3 separate regions of the Zea mays genome follow, and all the other regions are linked to region 1. Evidence: chromatin contacts called from public Hi-C data. All regions are on one chromosome and are shown on one strand. The core of a region is the stretch at or near the end of the contact, and the rest is flanking DNA. Distances in the headings are between cores, read along the strand shown. Region 1 holds the start of LOC100275449. Region 2 overlaps LOC100274106 (argininosuccinate synthase). Region 3 holds the start of LOC100217211.

The links. A called contact is a pair of places that touch in the nucleus more often than the background predicts.
Region 2: a Hi-C map of tassel shows a contact between it and region 1, with 2.2 times the contacts expected there. The contact joins the enhancer-like site here to the promoter of LOC100275449 in region 1. A contact is called at or near these places in 2 of 25 Hi-C or Micro-C datasets (ear and tassel).
Region 3: a contact with region 1 is called in a Hi-C map of tassel, with 4 times the contacts expected there. The contact joins the promoter of LOC100217211 here to the promoter of LOC100275449 in region 1. A contact is called at or near these places in 3 of 25 Hi-C or Micro-C datasets (ear, leaf and tassel).

What each region holds. Positions count from the first base shown.
Region 1 is chr10:38,407,063-38,412,041 of Zm-B73-REFERENCE-NAM-5.0, reverse strand. It overlaps LOC100275449, which reads right to left and starts at 2,361. Exons shown (of 10, transcript NM_001149516.2): 1 at 2,006-2,361; 2 at 110-135. The coding sequence starts at 2,101. LOC103641023 (a long non-coding RNA gene) reads left to right here and starts at 2,943. Exons shown (of 11, transcript XR_560006.4): 1 at 2,943-3,725; 2 at 3,852-3,996; 3 at 4,073-4,979.
Region 2 is chr10:39,335,763-39,340,741 of Zm-B73-REFERENCE-NAM-5.0, reverse strand. It overlaps LOC100274106 (argininosuccinate synthase), which reads right to left. Exons shown (of 10, transcript NM_001148485.1): 4 at 4,623-4,779; 5 at 4,476-4,524; 6 at 3,937-4,119; 7 at 3,171-3,245; 8 at 2,918-3,103; 9 at 2,568-2,656; 10 at 1,582-2,320. The coding sequence ends at 1,768. Among protein-coding and RNA genes, the nearest start is that of LOC100274106, 11 kb to the right of the region's middle. Within about 2 kb of position 2,086, at least 13 of the 20 cell types and tissues checked have an H3K27ac peak or open chromatin away from gene starts, as enhancers often do. A contact at or near this core is called in ear and tassel, where this site is marked.
Region 3 is chr10:37,861,955-37,866,933 of Zm-B73-REFERENCE-NAM-5.0, reverse strand. LOC100217211 reads right to left here and starts at 3,021. Exons shown (of 2, transcript NM_001143568.3): 1 at 2,660-3,021; 2 at 1,750-2,326. The coding sequence starts at 2,953. The coding sequence ends at 1,946.

The DNA of each region.
Region 1 (4,979 bases), core at 1,112-3,611:
TAACTATGGTAGAGTACAGGACTTGGGAGACAAAGCAACCCATAGATATATGACAGTCTACGATACACAATATCTAAACTACCAAATATACTCTAACAGAATACAGTACCTGGATCCAACAGCTTCACCGAATTCCTAAAACATAGAAAAAAACAGTGTCTGCATTAGAAGTAAGTACGAGTACATCAAAGAGAACAATGGAGAAAAGGCAACACTAAAGAATTGCATATCGATTGTACCGGTACAATAATTTTTCTAGGAAGAACCATTGTAAGAATTATCAGCCTTACTTCCTGTACCACTACAAGACAATAATTGCTTATGTAGCGACACAAAGGCAAGTGATCTAGGACACAACATTGATTTTTATGACATTTCTCAGTGATTTTCTGACATTTCTTAGCAGTACCATAGGTACTTAGTTTCTAGCAATGACTAGGGTGTATTTGGCAGGGTTTAGTTTCTCATAGAAACGTAGAGGTATCAAATCATTCGATTAATCATGATTAGTCGTCCTAATCGGTATCCTGGACTCAACTAGGGGCTATGACTCAAAAAAAAACCTCAAACGGAGGGGATTAAGCCACCCCAACAACATTCATATAAGAAGTCATGAAACCGCAAGTTCTGGTCGAGAAAGCCCCCAAACCCTAGCCTCCCATCACTAACTGACCGACTCTGCCCACTCTGCAATAGCCCCCAGGCCGGAGGGTGGGGCACATAATTTCTGTAGCCCAAGAGCGGGTGAGAAACAGCGAGGGGATTTTTTAACCCAGGTATGAAAATTCGCTTCCACTAGAAATTGAACTCAGAACCTGAGAGTTTGCTACTACATCACCTAACCAGTTAGACCAGGGGTTGTTCGCAGGGGAGCTACAACTCAATAAGTTGATTAGTTTCTGGCCATCCGATTAATCATTGACTGATGACGATTAGTCGTCCGACTAGGAGGTGGACGACTAGAAACATAATGGAATTTCTGGGCAGCTTAGGACATGAGCTACATGTGGGATGGCTTAGGTCACTTGGGATCATGTTGTTTAGACCAATTTGCATCCCTACATGCAGCCATCAGCCTATAGTTATCTTCATGCTTGATTTGTACTCTAGAACATATAGTGCATTAGTATATATTTGGTCTATTGGTCCTGATATATATAGGACGACTAGGACCGACCTGATGGCCGACTTGCGACTAGTCGTCTGGTCGGTCCCATGGTGACTAGGATCGACTAGATGGACTTGATAACTTTAGAGAAACGTGTATGAAGAGAAACTGATTCTGTTTCTCAGGAGAAACAGCTTCAGGCTGGTGGGAATTCTGCTATTTCCGGAGAGAAACAGTTTTAAGAATCCCTAACCAAAGCACTCACCCTAAGTATAATTTGCTGCAATTCTGGACCAGTGATTGCAAGATAACCAATCTCATACTTTTGTTGTTAGTAAAAAAATTAGATAAGCTCAACCAGTTTTCAAATTGCAACATGCCATTGATCCTTGTAAGAAAATGAACACTTCAGAGGGTAAACTAGGCATGGAAACTAGTCAGATAAGCTTGCAGCCTTGCACAAGTCAAATATACTAATATGGCGCCTCTAAACTCTGAATTTTTAAAGATAGTTGGTGTGTAGATACAACAGGAAATAAAACCATACTGCTCTAAACTCAGAGGCAGCAACTGTCCTCAAACACTAATATAATCCATCGAGCAAGAAATAGCAGATAACGACTGCAGTTATCTGGCTGCAAAAATCCAAACTAAGAGACACAGTAGATTATCACAGCATGCATGCAACCACAGCAGCTGCAGCTGACGAATAAGTGCAGCCGATCAGCTCAAGCCCAACTTTGTGTATCCTTTGCCTTACTGATTGAATCTAACTGATGCAAACTTAATCATTCCTGGAGAACATTAACTTGTGCTGTTGTGCACTACGGAAAGGGAAAAGCATGAATTGAGCGCACAAATCTAGAATTCAGCAAGAGGAACTCGGAGTACTAGTACCTGGTCCTGATGGGATCCGTCGACGAGCAGAAGGGAGGAGACAGAGAGCAGAGCGAAGAGGAGAAGGGACGCCTGGTGGCCAGCACAGCAAAGCATCCTCGAAGTTCCCAGATCCCTTCAGCGCGTCACTGGAGGTCAGCACGATGAGCTCCGGGCGACGGCAGGATAGAAACCGGCGGCGCGAGACTGAAGCAGAAGAGAGGAAGCCAAGGCGACACGCGTGCCGCGCTCGCTTGGGGCAGAGTCGGGGAGGCGGGAACCTAGTCGCCGGAGCAGAGGTTCGGCAGCCGCCGGGGCAGTGGGGGCACTTGCTTTGGGCTCCCGGAGACTGGCGACGACTGTACGCACTCTAGAAAATCGCGTGGAATTCAAGTAAGCCCATCTGACGGCCCATCAAACACGCGCCGGCAAAAGTCTAATTTACCTCCCTTTAACTAAAAAAAACATAACGCCCCGTTTGGATCACTGGAATTGAATTCCATTCTAATAATAGTAGTTTAGGCATATATCAATTAAGCTAATTCACTTTTACACAAAATATATTTATATACTATTATTAGCAAGATGTCCTAAATATTTATGTGCTACATTTTTACTATAGAGGAGTAGAACGAAGAGTTTCATGTAAGTTACAGATTAGAAACAAATTCTAATCATGCATAAAATTATTTCCTATCCTCCACCCTATGATTTTGAGATAGGCTTATATCTGAACTTTGGAAAGTGGTGGAATGCCAAATTCCAAACTAAATAAGTTATTTTATTGAGTGAATTCCAATTCCTTTCAAATGAAGGATCCAAACGCCCCGTAAGCTTATTTCTATATGTAAAAGCTCAGCACAATCACACGCAACCGAAGCGTCACGTCGCCTTAATTGGGACTTCGGATGCTGGGTGACTCCACATCCGAATTACTTCTATATTTAAAAGCTCAGCAATCACGGGCAACCGAAGCGCCACGTCGCCTTAATTGGGACTTCGGATGCTGGGTGACTGCACATCCGAATTTCGGATGCTTTTTGGGAAGGTTTTTCAAGCCGACAACACATTCCATGCCTGCCACTCCTCAAGATCCTTGGTTCTGTAAAGCACTCCTTGCGTAATGTCTGCTACTTCTTAAAACCTTAGTGTAGGCGTCCACAGCACCAACCGTGCACGGTTCTGCCATCTACCCCGCGATGTCCGCGCCTGCCCCCGCCTCCCCCGTCCGCACCGTGCACCCGCCTTCGCCGCCCGTTGCCGAGAAATCTGCGCCGGTCACCGAGAAATCCGCCCTCTCCTAGCCGCCCGCAGATGGAAACCCTACGACCCCTCCCTCCCCTCACCGCCTCCCCAGCCCGCAGTCTCTCCTCAACCTCCCTGCCTCCTCATAAATCTCCTTCCTTCCCTCAATCGCACGCCAGGAATCTCACTCGAAACCCTAGCGCAGCCGAACCCCACTGTCGTCTTCTTAATCGCCATCGTCTTCGTCGTGTTCCTCCCAGGGTCGGGCATCATCGAGAGGCCCAAGCTGACGCTCCTCTCGAACCGCGTGGGAGAGGGACGCGTCAGAGGCAGGATTGAGGACGACAGCCACGACGAGCGATCTGTGGACTATGGGAGCGTGCCATGAGATGTACCCATTGGCTTTTACGCCGCCTGTACCACCGGAGGAATCGCCAGCTGTGGGCTCACCCACATGGTCGTCACGACGCTCGGCCTCGCCAAATGCAACATGCAGGTAAGGGCAATAGCCTAGATCTATGGCCCTGGTGCTCCACGAGCTCTTTTTTTGAAAAATCTCGTGCAGTTCTGTGGAATTTTGGTGCCTTTAGTTTTTTCTTAGTTATGTTCTTCTTTTTCTTAGATATGCATGGGGTGGTGAGACTCATCACAGTGTTGGGAAAATAATTGACATCGAGAGTGATGGCCTGCTCACCATTGATATTCCTAATTGGGCAACACCATGGCAGGCAGATCCATCAGACATGGAAAAGATTGAGAACTCTAATGTATAAACTTTTTAATATTTATGTTAATGCTTTTATCGACTTTCTTTGGATCCTTACCTTCCATTTTTATTTGCAGGTGAGCAATTGGATTAGAGTCAAAGCGATAGTTCCTTCACCCAAATATGGATGGGAGAATGTGACTCGTAATAGTATTGTGATAGTTCATAGTCTATAGGATGAGAAAATGTTATGTAATTCTGACCAGCAGGTAAAGATTGATGTGTAGCTAATTATAACCATTCCGTTACATTTGAATATCTGACTAACGAGAATTTAGAGATATTTTCCATGGAGCTGCAAAATGCATAAGATCTTTTTGTGGGCATTTTGATCTATATTAATGTTGTAAAAAGGTATTTTGACAATTCTTTTAACTGGAAACAATCTTCATTCAATTGGCGACCTGTAGTACAATTATATACCTACATTGTTATTATTTTACATAATTTTTTTTGGACTGATATGGCCTTGAATGTCCTTTATATTCACTCTTGACTGTTACAAGTGTCATCTAGCTAGAAAACACATTTGTAGTGTGGTGGTTGGTCACCAAGTAGTGGGACCAACTAGCTGGGTAATAACAGTGGTCATCGACCTTGGTTACCCTATGCCCTATGGGGTGAGGCTAGGACTCAGGGTCTAAAAATTAGCATAACATCTTTTTGTGGGCATTTTGATCTATATTAATGTTGTAAAAAGGTGTGTTTGACAATTCTTTTAACTGGAAACAATCTTCATTCAATTGGCGACCTGTAGTACAACTATATGCTTACATTGTTATTATTTTACATAATCTTTTTTTGGACTGATATGGCCTTGAATGTCCTTTATATTCACTCTTGACTGTTACAAGTGTCATCTAGCTAGAAAACACATTTGTAGTGTGGTGGTTGGTCACCAAGTAGTGGGAGCGGAGATCGGATCTGCAAGGAGCTGATTCCTTCTCTCGCAGGTGAGGGTGCCCTTGCTTTCTTCGATGGACT
Region 2 (4,979 bases), core at 837-3,336, 930 kb before region 1:
AGATAAAAAACTCCCACAATATATATTAATCCACTCAAATTCACTCATTACTAAAGTACTCAAACAAGGCATTAATGATTTGATCTCATTTAAAGGCTTTCTTCTAAGGCCGTCTACAGCAGTTTATCCATAGTTTACCCAAAAACACTGTTTTGTAATATCATGCATTGTAGACTGCACTGTTCGTTGGGTGAAGTTTGAATATAGAGATGGGTAAGCTACTGGAGATAGTTTGAGAGCAATGTTATAAGATTCGAGCGTGATTTGTTGTAATGTAATGATTACATGATTTTGTTTGGTTGCTTTGGGTAACGTGATCCAATCGGCACCAAATTTTAGAGAGCGACTATAATGTTAGGGAGGAGCGCTAACGAAGTTTCACAGGCTCGTATTGGTTCACGGAGCGATGGATTGCAGCTCTATCCAACCAAACGTCAACCAAGAGAATCTATTAGCGCAGTCAATTGATTACAGGCCAAAAGATCTGAACCAAATATCACCTTATTTTATTTTTTTTACTCACGAAATGGTTTCGGGTGCCTAAAATATGTACAAAATTATAACACTAACGCGTCCAGCATCTCACGTATGAGTTCACATAAAATGCAATACCTAGGTATCGCGCATATCCATGAGCTACATTACATTGCTCTTGTTCATTGAGACTAGCGATCCCTCTAAATTTCTCTCTATATCCCACTTTAACGCTATATTGTCAAGATTACATCCTTACTTTTTCGTCTCCCACAACGGTTCCCTCTATACTTCACTATAACCATAAAATATCATTTTTTATCCATACTTTTCATCTATTATCATTTTTTCATCTACTAATAATCACTCACGGGCACAAACCACGAGAATGAAACAGTTGTTGGAGGCTCGCCACGCAGCCGTGGTGAGAGGGGGCCTTGCCGCCATTTAGCCTGCGCGATATATGGTTATTTAAAATGTTGTTTTGCGCACTGTAGAGTACATTGTTCGCAGATTAGATTTTAAATATAGGTATTAGGATGGGTAAGCTACTGGAGCATAAACTACGAGCTGCTAGAGGAAGTTGGATCCTTGTAGGTACCGCTGCAGAGTCTGTTGCATTTACTTCTGCTGTCAAACTTGTAGCCTTGATATTCGTACGTCTCACGACGTTAAGCCGATACACAAGTAAATGTCACTTAGTATTCTCTTAGACTATGTCCAGCGGTTCATCCATATGATCATTTAAAATACTATTTTATACTGTAGACTTTATTGTTCACAGAGTTAAGTTTAAATATAGGTACATAGATGGATAAACTGCTAGAGCATATGGATGAATCGCTGGACGCGGTCTTAAGAGAATATAGGTACAGTGATGGATAAGCGACAACCACAAGCTGCTAGAGACAGTCTAAACTCTAAAGCGTGCTTTAACTTATTGTATCCCCCTAGTAGCCCTCGTTTTAATCAATAATCTCCAGCTTAAGTACCAGAAATTGAAATTTGTGTAATGGCATGAACGGTGTATCAGTTCGAATCGTCAAGGTATCTAAAGTCATAGATAGACATCGCTCCAACGTTATCGCAGATCAATAGATGACGATAATCGACCAGAATGGTCTGCTCAATATAAACCAATGAGAAAAGCAGCTGATGTAGCAATGATAATATTTTGGTTTGGACAATGTAAACGGATGGTAAAACAGCATGGTGAACTCCCCACCAAACACCCATCTGTCTGCAATCACTGGGAAACAGATGTTTTTATTTCTAAATCAAGCAGGCAACTACTCAGATACCCTTCTCCAGCATCGCCCGGACCCGTGTCGGTAGGCCGTACAGCCTGATGAACCCCTCGGCGTCAGCTTGGTTGTAGATCTCCCCGTTCTCAAACGAGGAGATATCTTCCCTGTACAGGCTGTAGGGGCTCTTCCGGGACGCGACGTTCACGGAACCCTTGTACAGCTTCAGGGTCACTGAACCAGTGGTCGTCGCGGTAACCTTCTCCATGAAGGCATCAAAGGACTGCCGGAGCGGGTCAAACCAGCGGCCAGCATAGACCAGCTCGGCGTACTTGAGGGCAATGATGTCCTTCCACTGCATGGTCTCCCTGTCCAGGGTCAGGGACTCCAACTCGCGTACCGCGGCTGCCATGATGGTGCCACCGGGGGTCTCATAGACCCCACGTGACTTCATGCCGACCAGCCTGTTTTCCACCATGTCGATACGCCCAATCCCATGCTTTCCACCGATTTCATTGAGCTCCGCGAGGAGGGATGCTGGTGAGAGGTCTCGGCCATTGATTGAAACAGGAACACCAGCAATGATACCAATCTCCAAATACCTGAATGTATGCGGCTCGGCATTAATCTATCACGGTATGCATACATATGCATCTAGTGTACAAATGGAAAAAAAACCTATGTTTATACTGATCATATTAAGTTCCAGGCCAATCCTGCTTTGGATGGATCCAACTCTGGAATACCAGGTGCAGTAATGCTCAATTGTGCATACACAGTAAACTGTGCTACAGATTGCAGCAAAAATGAAAAAAAAAAGAGCGGAAAGATTTAATATTGATCACTCACTCAGGTTTCGAGGGCGCATTTTCTGGAGCAATCGACATCATATACATATCTTCCTTTGGCTCATTTGCTGGGTCCTCCAGGATGTCACCCTGCAATGTAGAGAATGATTCACTTCATCTCGCATCAAAGATGGGCGTCATGTTGTTTGGTTAAAGGTGTCGACAAGTGCAGGACATTAATTCAGAACACTAATGTGGCATTTTGCATATATTGGCTTAAAAGTTGGAACGTAACCATCTTGTAAAGTTCTGGTAACTAAGATTCTGTCCTACATGTAAAGAAAAAGATATTAAACTACAAAAAATGCTTTGATAAAACTTGAAGCAATAAACATGAAAAATGGACAATACCTCATGGCTAAGGTGCCACAAGTTTCGGTCTCGGCTGTATATTGATTTCTTTGAAACTGGAACAGGTACATTATGTTTCTTTGCATATTCAATAGCATCTTCACGTCCTGTGATATCCCACTCCCTCCAAGGTGCCACCACTTTAAGTTCAGGATTTAAAGCATAGAATGTAAGCTCAAAGCGAACCTGCAGAATAAGGGTAGCATTACAAGATGACCAGACACATTAATATACAGGCTAACAGCGTCACTACCTGATCATTGCCTTTTCCAGTGCAACCATGGGCAACTGCATCCGCACCAACTTCCTTGGCAACATCAACCATTGCCTGCAGTGGAGATATAATGCCATAAAACTTGGAGCATTCAAAAGAGTAAGAGTGTATTAATGCTGCCAACACAATCCCACCTACAGATCCTAAAGAATATATGCAGCATTCAGAACATTATTTGAAGCATATTTCAATATTTTATTTCAACTAAATAAAAGAAACAGCACGCCCTACCCCATGATATTCTTGCTCCACTAGTTCTGCATGATGCCCATAAGATTCACAGTAGGTTAACTGGACAGATCATTCCAAGCCAAACAACAGCTGAGCCACCTACTCTACAGGGCTAGCAGACCAAATCAACAAAACAAAGATGATCATCCAAAGCTTCTAAGGCTTGTACCTGAGACTTTTATGAAACAAATATGTAAAGACAAATTTGCCAAGTCTATGTACACCAAGAAGCATACCATGTACTATTGGAACAGATTTGATATATGCTATAAAAGAGTAAATGGCTACCAAAAGTTACGTCAAGTTTACATCAGCAACTTTGGTGCTGCAGTAGCGATTATAATTCAAATGTTATCTCTACCATCATGTGCATTTAATTTACAGTACACTGTAAACCATGACATCAATCAAATCTCAAGGAATTATGCAAACATCAGAAATTACTTTTCAAGAAATTCATGCAGATTATTTGTGATTATACAATAACAAGATGCAGCTATTGTATTAATTTCACCTTAGCAATAACAGGCCTAGCCATCGAAGTCCCAAGCAGATACTTTCTTTCATAAACTGCACCTGCACGCAGGCAGGGGTATATATATTCACTAACAAATTCTTCTTTGAGGTCCTTCACAACAAGCTGACATGCACCACTGGCTTTTGCCTTCTTCTCCAACCCTTCCAATTCAATGGCACCCTAGGGAGGGTTAAGTAAATGTATTTAAACAGATGGTTAGATACAAGAAAATGGATAGAAAATCCAAGCCATGACACTGCCTATTTACATATTGACAACCAAAAAATAATAAATCACTAGGAAGATTAAAAATATAAAAAGGATTCACAACTTCATAAATTAGGACAATACAAAGCCATAGAAACAATAGGTGAAGAAACTATTAGTTTTGGAACTCCTGGCAGGAATGCAACCAGCAGAAACATTATGCAAGTATGTGAAATAAGAAAGAGACATGGGAGGGAAAGAAACAGGAATATGTTGGCTAGACATTACAAGCTTCAGAATAGGCCAAGCAATAATATTAGGAAACATACCTGGCCAACATCAGCAGTGAAACAAACGACTTCACAACCATAGTTCTCCCTTGAATTAGTAAACCAAAAAAAATAAAGCTTGCAGAAGTTAGACAAATGTAGACTTCAAACTTCGTAAAAGACAATTAAAATAAGGAATATATATACCTGAGCCATGGAACAATAACGGATGTATCCAAACCACCACTATAAGCTAAAACAACTTTGTTTAATTTTCCACGCAAACCGCCCTTGGTTTGATCACCGCTACTGGCAGTGGAAATTGCACCCTGCTCTTTTCCAGTTGCCATTGCACACCTGATAGCTGTGCATCGTTCATAAAGATACAGAAGTTATTATCATAGTAATAGAAAATTGCTATTTGAGGTAGCAGTTACAAAATTAGTTTTTTTTCTCGAAGGCGCAGGGGAACTGCGCCTTAAATATATTAAGAAGACCAGAGGTTACAGCAAGGAACTCCTTACGGAGGCCAGCAATGGAAACCGGACTCAAAAAACTACTACA
Region 3 (4,979 bases), core at 1,772-4,271, 550 kb after region 1:
GTGTGCGAGTTTATGAGAATGAACGGACGATACATCAGGAATCCTGGCAAGGTATTATTAGTAATAGTCACATATGTATTTATGTCATTAAAGATGCAAATGTGTTATTATTGAGTATAAATAGATGATGTTTATAAACTTCCTTTACAGCAATTTCAACAAGGAAGCCCGGAGAATTTGACTGAAGGTGCATTGTATGGCATAGTTGAGGACCTGTGCACATTCATATTGAAATAGGTCATTCCCGCAGAAGGGAAATATCACGATGCTTCCGGAACATTAGCTTTGCCAGAGTTTAGAATACTAACAGAAATTAGTAGACTATCTATCTCTTAGCCGAGATAGTTATTAGAGCTTAAGTGAAAACTTTGATGTATATAATGTGTGATGCATACATGGTTGTAAACAAGACTATGATATATATAAATGTATGATAGAATTTAATTCCATGTTACTTTTAATATCAATACTACATGTTTATCAATATATATGTTTGTGTGTGTAAATATATATAAATTCCAGTACTGATTGAAAATTTAAAAAAGGCGGGAAAACTTCCACTGGCGGCTAAATAAAACAAACCGCCAGTGAAAATAGCATTTCCACTGGTGGTTTTCTTAATAAAACCGCCAGTGGAAATGCTATTTTCACTGGCGGTTTCTTAAGAAAACCGCCAGTGGAAATGACGATTTCCACTGGCCCCTAGCACTGGCGGCACTGAAAAACGCTAGTGCAAACGTCTCTAAAACCGCTACTATAGAGCCTATGTGTACTAGTGAGCAAGAAGAAAGCAAACCCTAGCCGCCCCGCCCCTTTTATAGTGGACGTGCGTCTTCTCGGAAATGTCGCAGCCGCTCATCATCAAAAGGCGCACTCCTACATCACATCTGTAACATCACCAACAACAGTCACATTTTTTTAGGCAACAGTTCAATATCTGATTGAGGGCAGCGTTCGTCCACCTCTTCGAGAGGACTTCGGGATCATCTCAACATGTTGAACCCATCCATCGAGAGGCTTGTGCGGCCTGCATGGGCATGTTTATTTAGTTGCACACATTGCCAATGGAAAGCACATACATATCAGGTGGTAGAGATCAGCATGGGGAGGTGTTCCTTCTGCACTCTGCTAACTGCATGTTGTATTGGGTTGTGCTCTGTAGTAGCTTTGCGGCTTGCATCTGCATGTATGATTAACCATGCTCCATGCATCCTCTACCTTGCCCGCTGAGCCTGAGAGTCGGTCCCCAGCCAGCACTTGTAGCACTCATCAAGCTCTTTCTTACTCAAGTCAGTGCTTAATGCCATGTGTTTTTTTCGGGATATAAGACATGGGTCAGGGAATACTACGTACTATGTACGGACGCGCATGCTCCGATCACAGATCAAGTAGGTGCGGCATTCATTTCATATCGGGCGCCCAAATCTACCGCCCCGTCCCCAACAACAGTTTCAAGTTTGCATTAGTGATGGCAGTCAAAGGCCTTTATGGTTGCGGGCTGGTGGCGCTGAGGGGTGAAGAGCCGAGGAGGTGTGGCAACCACCGGCCTTCTTCATCAATGGGCAGGAACGTGAGAGGCATGCAGGAGGGACGATACATTCACTGTCTGATTGCCGCCTCAGTTTCATTGAAGCTTGCTGTTGCACTGCTTCAAGTACTATACCCAATCTCTCGCTAGCTACCACACCGGTGACCTGTCGCCATTACTAGTATTTATTAACTAACTGATTGACTGATTGCTCAATGCATTTATGCAGTTTAATTTGAGGCTGGCTTCACCATTTTGTATTTTGTCATGTCACCATGCATGCACGGTAGTTTCACATTTCCAATTTTCATTCGACCGCTCATGCATTACCCAGGTAATAGTAATACTAACCCATGCACCACTACTACGTAACTACGATTTCCTTTCTACAATCTGCTGCCGGTGAAGTGCATGTGCCTAATGGAGAAGGCTCAGGGTCTCCAGCGGCTTGACGGCGGCATCGATCCTCCAATGGGCCACCGCCGCAGGCGGCACAGCAGGTGCCAGAGGCTGCACGAACTTGCAGTTGGGGCAGGACGGGGAGGACTTGCACAGCATGACTAGGAGATGGCAGTTGGCGCACGGCACGGCCACCATGCTGCCTCCAGAGAACAAAGTGCCAGCGGGTTTCCTTGGCTCGTCCTCGTCGTCGGAAGCAGCGGCAGCAGCACCGTTGGCGGCACAGTTGTCGATGGCGGCAGCCGTGGAGATGTTGAGGTCCAGGTTCACGCTCTGCACCTGGGGTCTGACCCAGCTCTTCTTCAGCGTCTTCCGGTTGAGGTAATACATCCTCCCAGACTGCATGCATAAAAAAAACACAACACAGCTAGGATCAAAAGGCAGTACAGGTACACGATGATCCATTCATGTTTTTGGACCATGATCTAGCTCGTGAATCGTGGCTCCGATTTTAATGCAGGACACTTCAAGGAATAGGAATAGCTGTCCACTAGCAAAAGGCTTTCTGTCACTACTAATAGCTTTTGTAAACTACGTGTCGGCATATTAAATTCTCACATTATATGCACATGAAAACATTAGATGATTACTGTAGTTTATTGAACTAGAAGCAGAAGGAATAATAAAGAATTGAGATATAGCTGCCGTTCGAGAGAAATTAAAGGTACTCACTTGGAGGTCGAGGCACTGCTCCCAGTCGAGAGGCAGTGGGTCGTTGAGCTGGAGCTCCAGGCTCGCGGGCGGCTGCTGAGGCTCCTCCCAGCTGGCGGTGTAGTGCTTCCTCTTCTTCCGGGAGGTTCCGTCAGACTCGGACGAGGAGCTCTTGGCGGCCAGGTCACCGGCGGCGAAGCCCGGCCACACAGGGCCGAGCGACAGCTCCGGCTGCAGCTCCATTGTCTTGTGCAAGCTCAGGCACCGGGCGGCCTCCTGCTGGAGCTTCTTCACCCTGAGGTACTCGGTGTTCATGGTCGCGTGGCTGGCCGCTGGCACCAGCACCACACCACAGGTCTATTTATATATATGTGGTTCCAGACAGTACCGCTTGGTGTAGGAATAGCTCTTGACAACTGGGTGATGAGAGAAGGTACCGCTTGTTGGTGGTCGTCTTCTCTTCTCCTACGGATAGCACAGCACTGTGGTTTTGATTGATGGGGTCATGCTCATGCTGAGTTCATGCAGGGGAGGAAGGAGGCTTTGAATGGCCTTCATCCAGCCCGCATTAACGGGAGGGCAGGCCGGCATTGAAGGTGGCAAGTAGCTAGAGTGGCCTTAAATGTCGCAAATCTCTCCACCTCCACTCCATTTATTAATAGGCCTCTCTACATGCCCGGGCTGTACGTACACGTCATAATGCCAGCCCAGCCCAGCCCAGGAGAGCCACCACAAAATCTAGTACTACTGTCGCATGGCCTTGCTTGCCCTGCATGTAAGCTCTATGTAGGCTGGTAGGATTTGAAGCGCGTTCAGCGGCAGGAGCAGGTGCAGGTGCAGGTGCCTGGGCAGGGCAGCGGCTGTAACTGAGATGGTGTTGGTGGTTCGCCTGTTCAGAAGGTTGGCAGGAGCTGTAACTGAGGAGTAGTGGATCGGAGTTAAGGCGGTTAGGAGCTCTCCGGCGCCCCGTACGTGAAAAATAGGGGTCTCCAAGACGTGCACATCGCCGGAAGAGCATGGATGAGGAAGATACGTTGCCTGTTGAATTGAAGACGTACAGCCTTACACATTGTATGTGTATCAGACTCAGAATATATACACGTTGGCCTTGAACGGATTCACAAGTTGGGATCGACGACGCTTTACGTACTAACCATCTGTACATCGTCACTTCTTGTAGTATTATTGCCTGCGTGGCACTAATGTAATGGTAAGCAGTGTCCTAGCTATTCATGATAAACACTGCAACGCAATATCTGTGAGGCAGGAAACAACAGTGCACAGAATTTAGTGCACGCAGGGTAGCTCCGATAGACGAAGCCGGTGGTGCACGTCGGCCGGTTGGAAGAGAAGGACATCCGTATCCTCCATCTTCAACAGTACCGATACTGCTACTGCTGATCGTCTCCATCAGCGCTGCACAGGTCTGGAGGTAAGTAATGGCTATGCGTGTGAGCCTCAACAAGGTAGGAGTAGTAGATGCAACTAGCAGCTCGGTGGTTCATGGTCGGCCATGGACACCACTGGAGTGAAGGAGAAATCCACAAGGCAGAAGCACAGCAGAGAGAGAGAGAAGAGCCAGCGCGCGCTCTTCGCCGTGTCATATTAAATCACCCCTTGTACCCTCTGAACTTCATACTTGTGTACCTACGCCCATTAACTCCGCCGTTATTATGAACTGCTTGTGCTTGTGGGTGCGCATTCATGCCTTCTATTCAAGTACTAGGTGTAGGAGTATTGATTTATCTCTTCAACCCCCGGTCCAAATTGATTTCGTTCCCATACTAAAAAAACTATAGAAACAGCTCCGTGGAGTAAATAGCTAGGACAAGACATTAGCAGAGAATAAATATTAGGCTTGTTTTTGTTGGCCCATGTACTCTCCATGTTCACCAGTGCCAACCATAGCAATAAATGCCTCCGTCTCCATGGTTGTTGGGACCGTGTATGAACCAACTCATGTTTTAACATCTTTCTCCTATTGATTTGGTTTCGCCCTTCTCTTCATTTGATTTGACTTTGTCTTTTCTCTTCCACTATAGATTTTTTTAGTGTGGGTTCCATAAGGTTGGATCCAATGTGGTCTATACTGCCTATTGACATAGCCCGGACGGTGGTCGTGTATCGACTGTATTGTCTCTCCATCTATTCGGCTGATCGATCGGTAGGGTTGTTGACCGGTTAGTCGGGTCATACTGATCGGTGCTACTAATTGATCGGCGGGATGTTGATCAGTTAGTCGGGTCATACTAGTCGGTGCTACTAATCGGTCTGTTGGATAGCTAGATCGGTTATACTAGGTGACTTCTGGTTGGACAGCCTAGTCGATATCTACCTGAAG